2 separate regions of the Sus scrofa genome follow, and region 2 is linked to region 1. Evidence: chromatin contacts called from public HiChIP or PLAC-seq data. All regions are on one chromosome and are shown on one strand. Each heading gives the region's core, a stretch centred on a gene start, on an enhancer-like site or on the middle of the called end of the contact. The rest is flanking DNA. Distances are from core to core; before and after follow the strand shown. Region 1 overlaps NFIX (nuclear factor 1 X-type). Region 2 holds the start of NFIX (nuclear factor 1 X-type).

The links. HiChIP or PLAC-seq counts read pairs in DNA pulled down with a chosen protein or histone mark.
Region 2: a contact with region 1 is called in an H3K27ac HiChIP or PLAC-seq map of skeletal muscle. The contact joins the promoter of NFIX here to the enhancer-like site in region 1. A contact is called at or near these places in 1 of 5 promoter capture datasets (liver), 14 of 47 Hi-C or Micro-C datasets (alveolar macrophages, brain, embryonic fibroblasts and 6 more) and 1 of 2 datasets of contacts at active chromatin or transcription factors (skeletal muscle).

What each region holds. Positions count from the first base shown.
Region 1 is chr2:66,019,428-66,022,187 of Sscrofa11.1, reverse strand. All of the region lies in intron 2 of NFIX (nuclear factor 1 X-type), which reads left to right. Among named protein-coding and RNA genes, the nearest start is that of NFIX, 36 kb to the left of the region's middle. Within about 2 kb of position 1,342, at least 9 of the 83 cell types and tissues checked have an H3K27ac peak or open chromatin away from gene starts, as enhancers often do. A contact at or near this core is called in skeletal muscle, where this site is marked.
Region 2 is chr2:66,055,179-66,057,938 of Sscrofa11.1, reverse strand. It overlaps NFIX (nuclear factor 1 X-type), which reads left to right and starts at 1,348. Exons shown (of 10, transcript XM_021083712.1): 1 at 1,348-1,468. The coding sequence starts at 1,442.

The DNA of each region.
Region 1 (2,760 bases), core at 93-2,592:
GAGTAGGCCGGAGGGGTAGAAGGCTGTGCCATGGTCTCCCTCTGTTTTGGTGCCCTGCAGCTGCTGGGCAGAGAGGGCACAGCTAAACACCCTCCTTTCTGCCCTGGGAAGAAGGTGTCTCCCTCCCCACCCCTTTTTTTCTTTGCCCCATCAGTCCCACCCCCACCCCACCCCCCTGTCTCAGGAGCTGCCACGCTTCAGTTATTTTATCCTTCAGTGTCCGATTCAGAAGTCCTTTCAAAGGCCCCAGCAGTGTCAGCGCGGTGCTCGCACAAAAGGCCTCTTTGATTTCTTGTTTGTTTTCATTTGCCAGCGGAGGGGGAGGGGGCAGGAGAGAAAGAGCTTCTGGGTTTTAAAATTTTTATTTGGGTTGCTTCATTCTCAGAGGAGTTGGCTCCCTGGAACTCTTTTCTGAGTTGGGGGCTTGGCGGCAAGAGGCAGCCTTCTGGGGAGAAGGCTGGGGCGGGAAGTGGGCGCTGCCTCCAGAAGCAAGAGGAGGAGGTTGGGGGTGGTTGGTTAGGATGTACTCCCTGATCCACCTTTAAAGTTCAGTGCTAGGCCTGAGGGTAGGAAGGATCGGGTTGGAGCCTTGCTGCTTGGGGAGGGAAAGGCCTGAAGTGCCTGACACCAAAGACATTCCCGTTAGCCGTGTCCCTAGCAGAGGCCTCGTCACAGCTGTAGGATCCGGGTAGTCCTGAGCCTTGACTTTGCTGTTTTCCCTTTATCATCCCAGATTCTGCCATTTCCCTCTTGGTTGAATGCGAAGGGGGTGGGGGTCCTTTTAACATGCATACTCCTTGGAAATTCTTAGCACTTTGAAATATAGGCTGGGGCACCTCACTCTCCTTCAGGGAAGTGGAAGGGTGAGAGGTCTTCCCTGCAGCTGGGGGTCCTGCCAGCAATGGCACACAGGCCCGGGAGGAGCCCCTGTCCTTCCAGCTTTGCTTTCTCACCATGTGCCTCTTGGCTCCTCCTGACGACTGGCTTGTGAGACGCTGCAGCGTGGGTGCCCCCCCCCGCCCCGAGGACCCAGCCCATGGCTCCTATAGGACTTGGAGGGCAGGCTGGTCCTGCCTGATGAGCAGGGAGCTGATACTGAAAGGAAATGGGCCGCCACTGATGCTTGTGGTTTGGGACTAGACACACTGTGACCAGTACCTGGGGGGTGTGTGAGTGTGCAAACTTGGAGTATATGTGGGCATATCCCAACACACCAGTGAGAAGGGGTGCTGCCTGTAGGGTGTTTTGCCTGTGGAGGCCTGACTGCCAGGGCTGGGAAGAGAGCGCTGGGAAGCGAGGCTTGGGCAGGTGGTCACAGGCGTCAGCAACAGGGAAGTGTGCCCACTGGGTGAGGGGGGCTCCGCAGGGCCTGGTTGGCAGACGGAAGGAGGAGGCTGGGGGGCTGAGAGATAGATAAATATAGCTGATGGCATTTCTCATGATAGGTTTTTCTTGGCACCGAGGGCACCGTGGCAAACAGTACGACAAATGCCTGGCCCTGCAGGCCGCTGTCGCCATTTTAAGCACGTTTGAGCCGAAGAGTTGCTGGCGTTAGAAAAGGGTCCCAGCGTGCAGAGGGGCTGTGGCAGGGGGCTTTGGCTGGACTGGGCCTTACCCCCCTGGGTACCTGGGTTCCTTACTTTGTCTCTATGGCTATCTGATGTCTGATTTTCTGGCCCATTGAAGATTAAAAAATATATTTTGGGGTTGCCCTTCGTGGGCCTGTCTCCTAAGTGACTTGTACCCCCACCAGCTACTGTGGCCTGTCCATTGATAGGGAGGATGTTCTGGCTCATCTCACTTTTTTTTCTTTCTTTTTTTTTTTCTTTTTTTGGCTGCCTCTCGGCATATGGAGTTCCTGGGCCAGGGATCTGATCCGAGCTGCAGTTTTGACCTATGCTGCAGCTGCAGCAATACCATATCCGTAATCCACTGTGCCGGGCTGGGCTCTAACCTGCATCCCAGTGCTCCAGAGACTCTGCCGATCCTATTATGCCACAGTGGGAACTCCTAACTCTTCTCCCTTTTGATGTCCTAATGATGACCTGGCATGCCACTGCCCCAGGGTCAGGGCCATCATTTGCTATTAATTTGGGGGACGCTCCATAACGTAAGGGACACTCGTTTGTTCAGGTTCCCAGCAACTTTCTGTTCAGTGTTGGTAGAGAAGGGGGCATACCCATGGGCTCCATCTCCTGCCTTAATACCATTTTTCCACTGAAGGCTCAGTGTAGCCGAGGCACCGTGCTGAGTCCTGTTTGTGTGTTAACCACCCAAATTCTAGCACTGATTCTAGTTTTAAGCCTGCCTTCCTGGTGTGAGTGTGCGTACCCAGGTGACACACACAGGGGTCTCTGTGTGTAGTGAGGGATTGGTGAACCAGACTTGAGGACCTGGGAGGCTTCCTGGAAGATGACCTGCTTGAACTGCACCTTGAAAGACAGTGAGGAATTAGCTTGTTTTTGTCAGCTGGCTGAGCCTTTTCAGCTTGCCTGGAGCGGATTCCCTCCTCACAATGGTTGAGTGATATAGGCAGGACAGGTATTATTATCCCACCATACAGAGAAGGGAACCCGGTACCCGAAATGACAAGGTACTTGGGTCACACAATGAGTTTCCAGCAGAAGGACCCCAGGTTTCAGATCTCTGAGCACCTTGGCTTCCCTCCGTGGGCCGTGCCACTCCGTGAACTTCCCTGGGATTGCTGCCCTTGGTGGAGTCTCAGAAGAAAAAGTTGTGTGGTCCCTATGATCTCCCTTG
Region 2 (2,760 bases), core at 99-2,598, 36 kb before region 1:
CATGGGCCTACCCCAGGGGATGGAGCCTCACTAGGGGGTGTGAGTATATGTATCTGAGCCCTCAATGCCCATTTCTGTCCCTGATGGTCAGGCTGTGTAGCCCCTGCTAGACTTGTGTATGTCCATGATCAGGGTCCCAGGGATGTGTATGTGTGTGTGTGTGTGGTGTGGTATGAGGGGTCGTGAGAGGGGCCTGGGTCCATGTGTGTGATACCTGTATACATCTGGGAATCAAGTGTGTGGTATGTGTGCCTGTGTGTTGCTGTGACGGCTAGTGTCACTCTTTACCAGGGTCAGGGCTTTCCCTGTGTTTGGTATGTATCCAGGTGTCTGATGGTGTGTTTGTGTGACAGAGCGTTAGTACCTTTCCACCACTGCTGTGATGTTTTAGTGCAGCTTTATGTGAGTGTGTTGTGTGTGTTTGAGTGTCTATGCATAGGCATTGTGGGTCTAGAGAGTGTGAGGATACAGTTGTGTGATCATGTCAGCATGAATCTGTACATGTCAGTGTGCACTGATGTGTGTGTCTTGGTGTGTATCAGTGTGTGTTCATGCAAGGCCAGTATTGGAGTGTATACACCTGTATCTGGGTGTCTGAATACGGTTTGTTGAAATGCATGTGTACAAGTGTCATCTTGTGATGGTGGGCCCTGTGTGCATGTCAGTGTGTGGGTTGTGGGTTGCTTTCCTAGTCCTGGGGTATGTGTGTGTCAGTGCATGTGTGTGGGTTGTGTGTCTGTGCTGTGTGTGCGTAGGTGTTTGCGTGTGCTTTGTTGGAACGTGGAATGTATGACAATGCGTTCTGTACGTGACATGTATGGAGGGGTCTGAGCCCCACTGCGTGTCAGCGTGTGTCTGCGTTGGAACGCGGGCCAGCACGTGTCGGGGTGGCCGTGCCGGTGTGCGCCCCCGCGCGTGCGGGTGCCTGAGTGCGTGTGTGTGTGTGTGTGTGTGCATGTGTGCGTGCATGTGTGTATGTGCGCGCCGGCCGTCGCTCCCCCGCCCTCCCCGCCCCTCCCCGCGCCCCTCCTCCCGCCCGCGCCGCCCGCCAGCTCCCTCTCCCCGGAGTGCGCCGCTTCCAAACTTTGTCTAAACTTTCACTTTCACAGCGCGGCGGCGGCGGCGGCGGCGGCGGCGGGCGAGGGTGACCGGCCGAGCGGCGGCGGCATGGAGTAGACGCGCAGCGGCGGCGGCGGCGGCGGACGCGAGAGGCAGCGGCGAGCGCGGCGGCGGCGGCGGCGGCCCCGGAGCCGGCGGGGCCGAGCCTGCGAGCGGCGAGCGCGGAGCGGCGCCGGGCCGAGCGCGGGGCCGCGGGCCGGGCGGGCGCAGCGCGGCGGAGGCCGGAGGAGCCGAGCCGGAGCCGGAGCCCGAGCGCGGCCGCCGCCTGCCGGGCCTCCCCTCGCCGCGGCCGGCCGCCGCGCTCCCGCCCGGGCACCCAGCTATGTACTCCCCGTACTGCCTCACCCAGGTACCGGCCACCGCCCCCGCGCGACCCGGGAGGGGAGCGGGCGCTGGAGGCCGGCCGGCGGCGCGGGCAGGAGGGCGGAGGGGGCGCGCGGCGGCTGGGGAGAGTGAGCCCGCGGGCGGCCAAGGGGTGCAAGCCGTGCGGTTGGAAGTCCGGGCACGCGTGCGGGCGCCCCCGTGCGCGTGTGACCCTGGCCACCGAGCAGACTCCTGTTGGGGGCTCCAGGGGTGGCCGGCTGTGTGCGTGGCGCTGCCCGTGGAGCGGGAGTGCGTGTGTGTGTGTGTGTGTGTTTGTGTGTGTGTGTGCGCGCGCGCGCGCGCTCGACTGGGGTGCATTGGGCAGGGGGACTCCCGCCGACCTGTGGGCGACTGTGGCGTGCACACGGGCAGCGTGGCCGCTGGCAGTGTTTGCGGGGTGACAGAGTGGTAGGGGATGGTCCCGAGGGCGTAGTGCGGGGACTAGGTCTGGCGGCGCTCCCTGGGGCGGGCGCAGCGGTTCCCGAGGGTGGCAGCGGCCAGCGTGCGTGGCGGTGGCCCCTGCGTGCCGCTGGGGTGCTCCGGGCGGGCGGAGCGGCCCGGGCGTCTCCCCAAAGTCTTTGTTCAGGTCTCACATGGGAGCGGGGCTAAGAAAATGGCGGGGCTCCCAAATTTCGGTGGGGCAGGGGAGGGGAGGGAGGGACGGGCGGGCTGCCAGCCTGGGCCGCGCCTCTTTGCCGACCCTGGACGCCGCAGTTTTGGCGTCCCCCCCCAAAAAAAAACTTTCCTCGGCGCAAAGTTTCCGGCCCCAGCGACCCCGGCGTCCTGGACCAGGCGGGCCTGGGGAATCCCGTCCCGCTGCCCGGAGGCGGGAGGGGCAGGAGGGAGCCTCGGACGCTGCCGACCGTGTTGCGGCCACGCCGTCGGGTCAGCAGCGGGCGCCGTGCCGACCTTGGCGCGCTGCAAAAGCGCGTCCCGCCTCCAGCGAACTTCCCTGCACGGAGCTCGGCAGGCGGCAAAGACCCTGGGTATGCCTGGCCTGCCACTCCACCCTCCTCGGCGGTGGCCCCAGGCTCTGAGAGGGCACAGAAGCTGCCCAGAGTCCCACTTCGGCCCTGGCAGCGCTGTCTGCAGGGCCACGTTATGGCTGACAACCCAGACTCCCGCAGAGGGGACACCTGGGGGCTACTTAGTCCTGCCTGCCAGCACGGCCTTCCTCTGTGTGGAGGGAGTCTCTAAGCCAGGCCTGCGGTCCTAATTGTCCCCTCTGCCAGTATGAGCCTTGCCAGCTGTGTTCCAAGTGTGCCCAGGCTGGGAGTG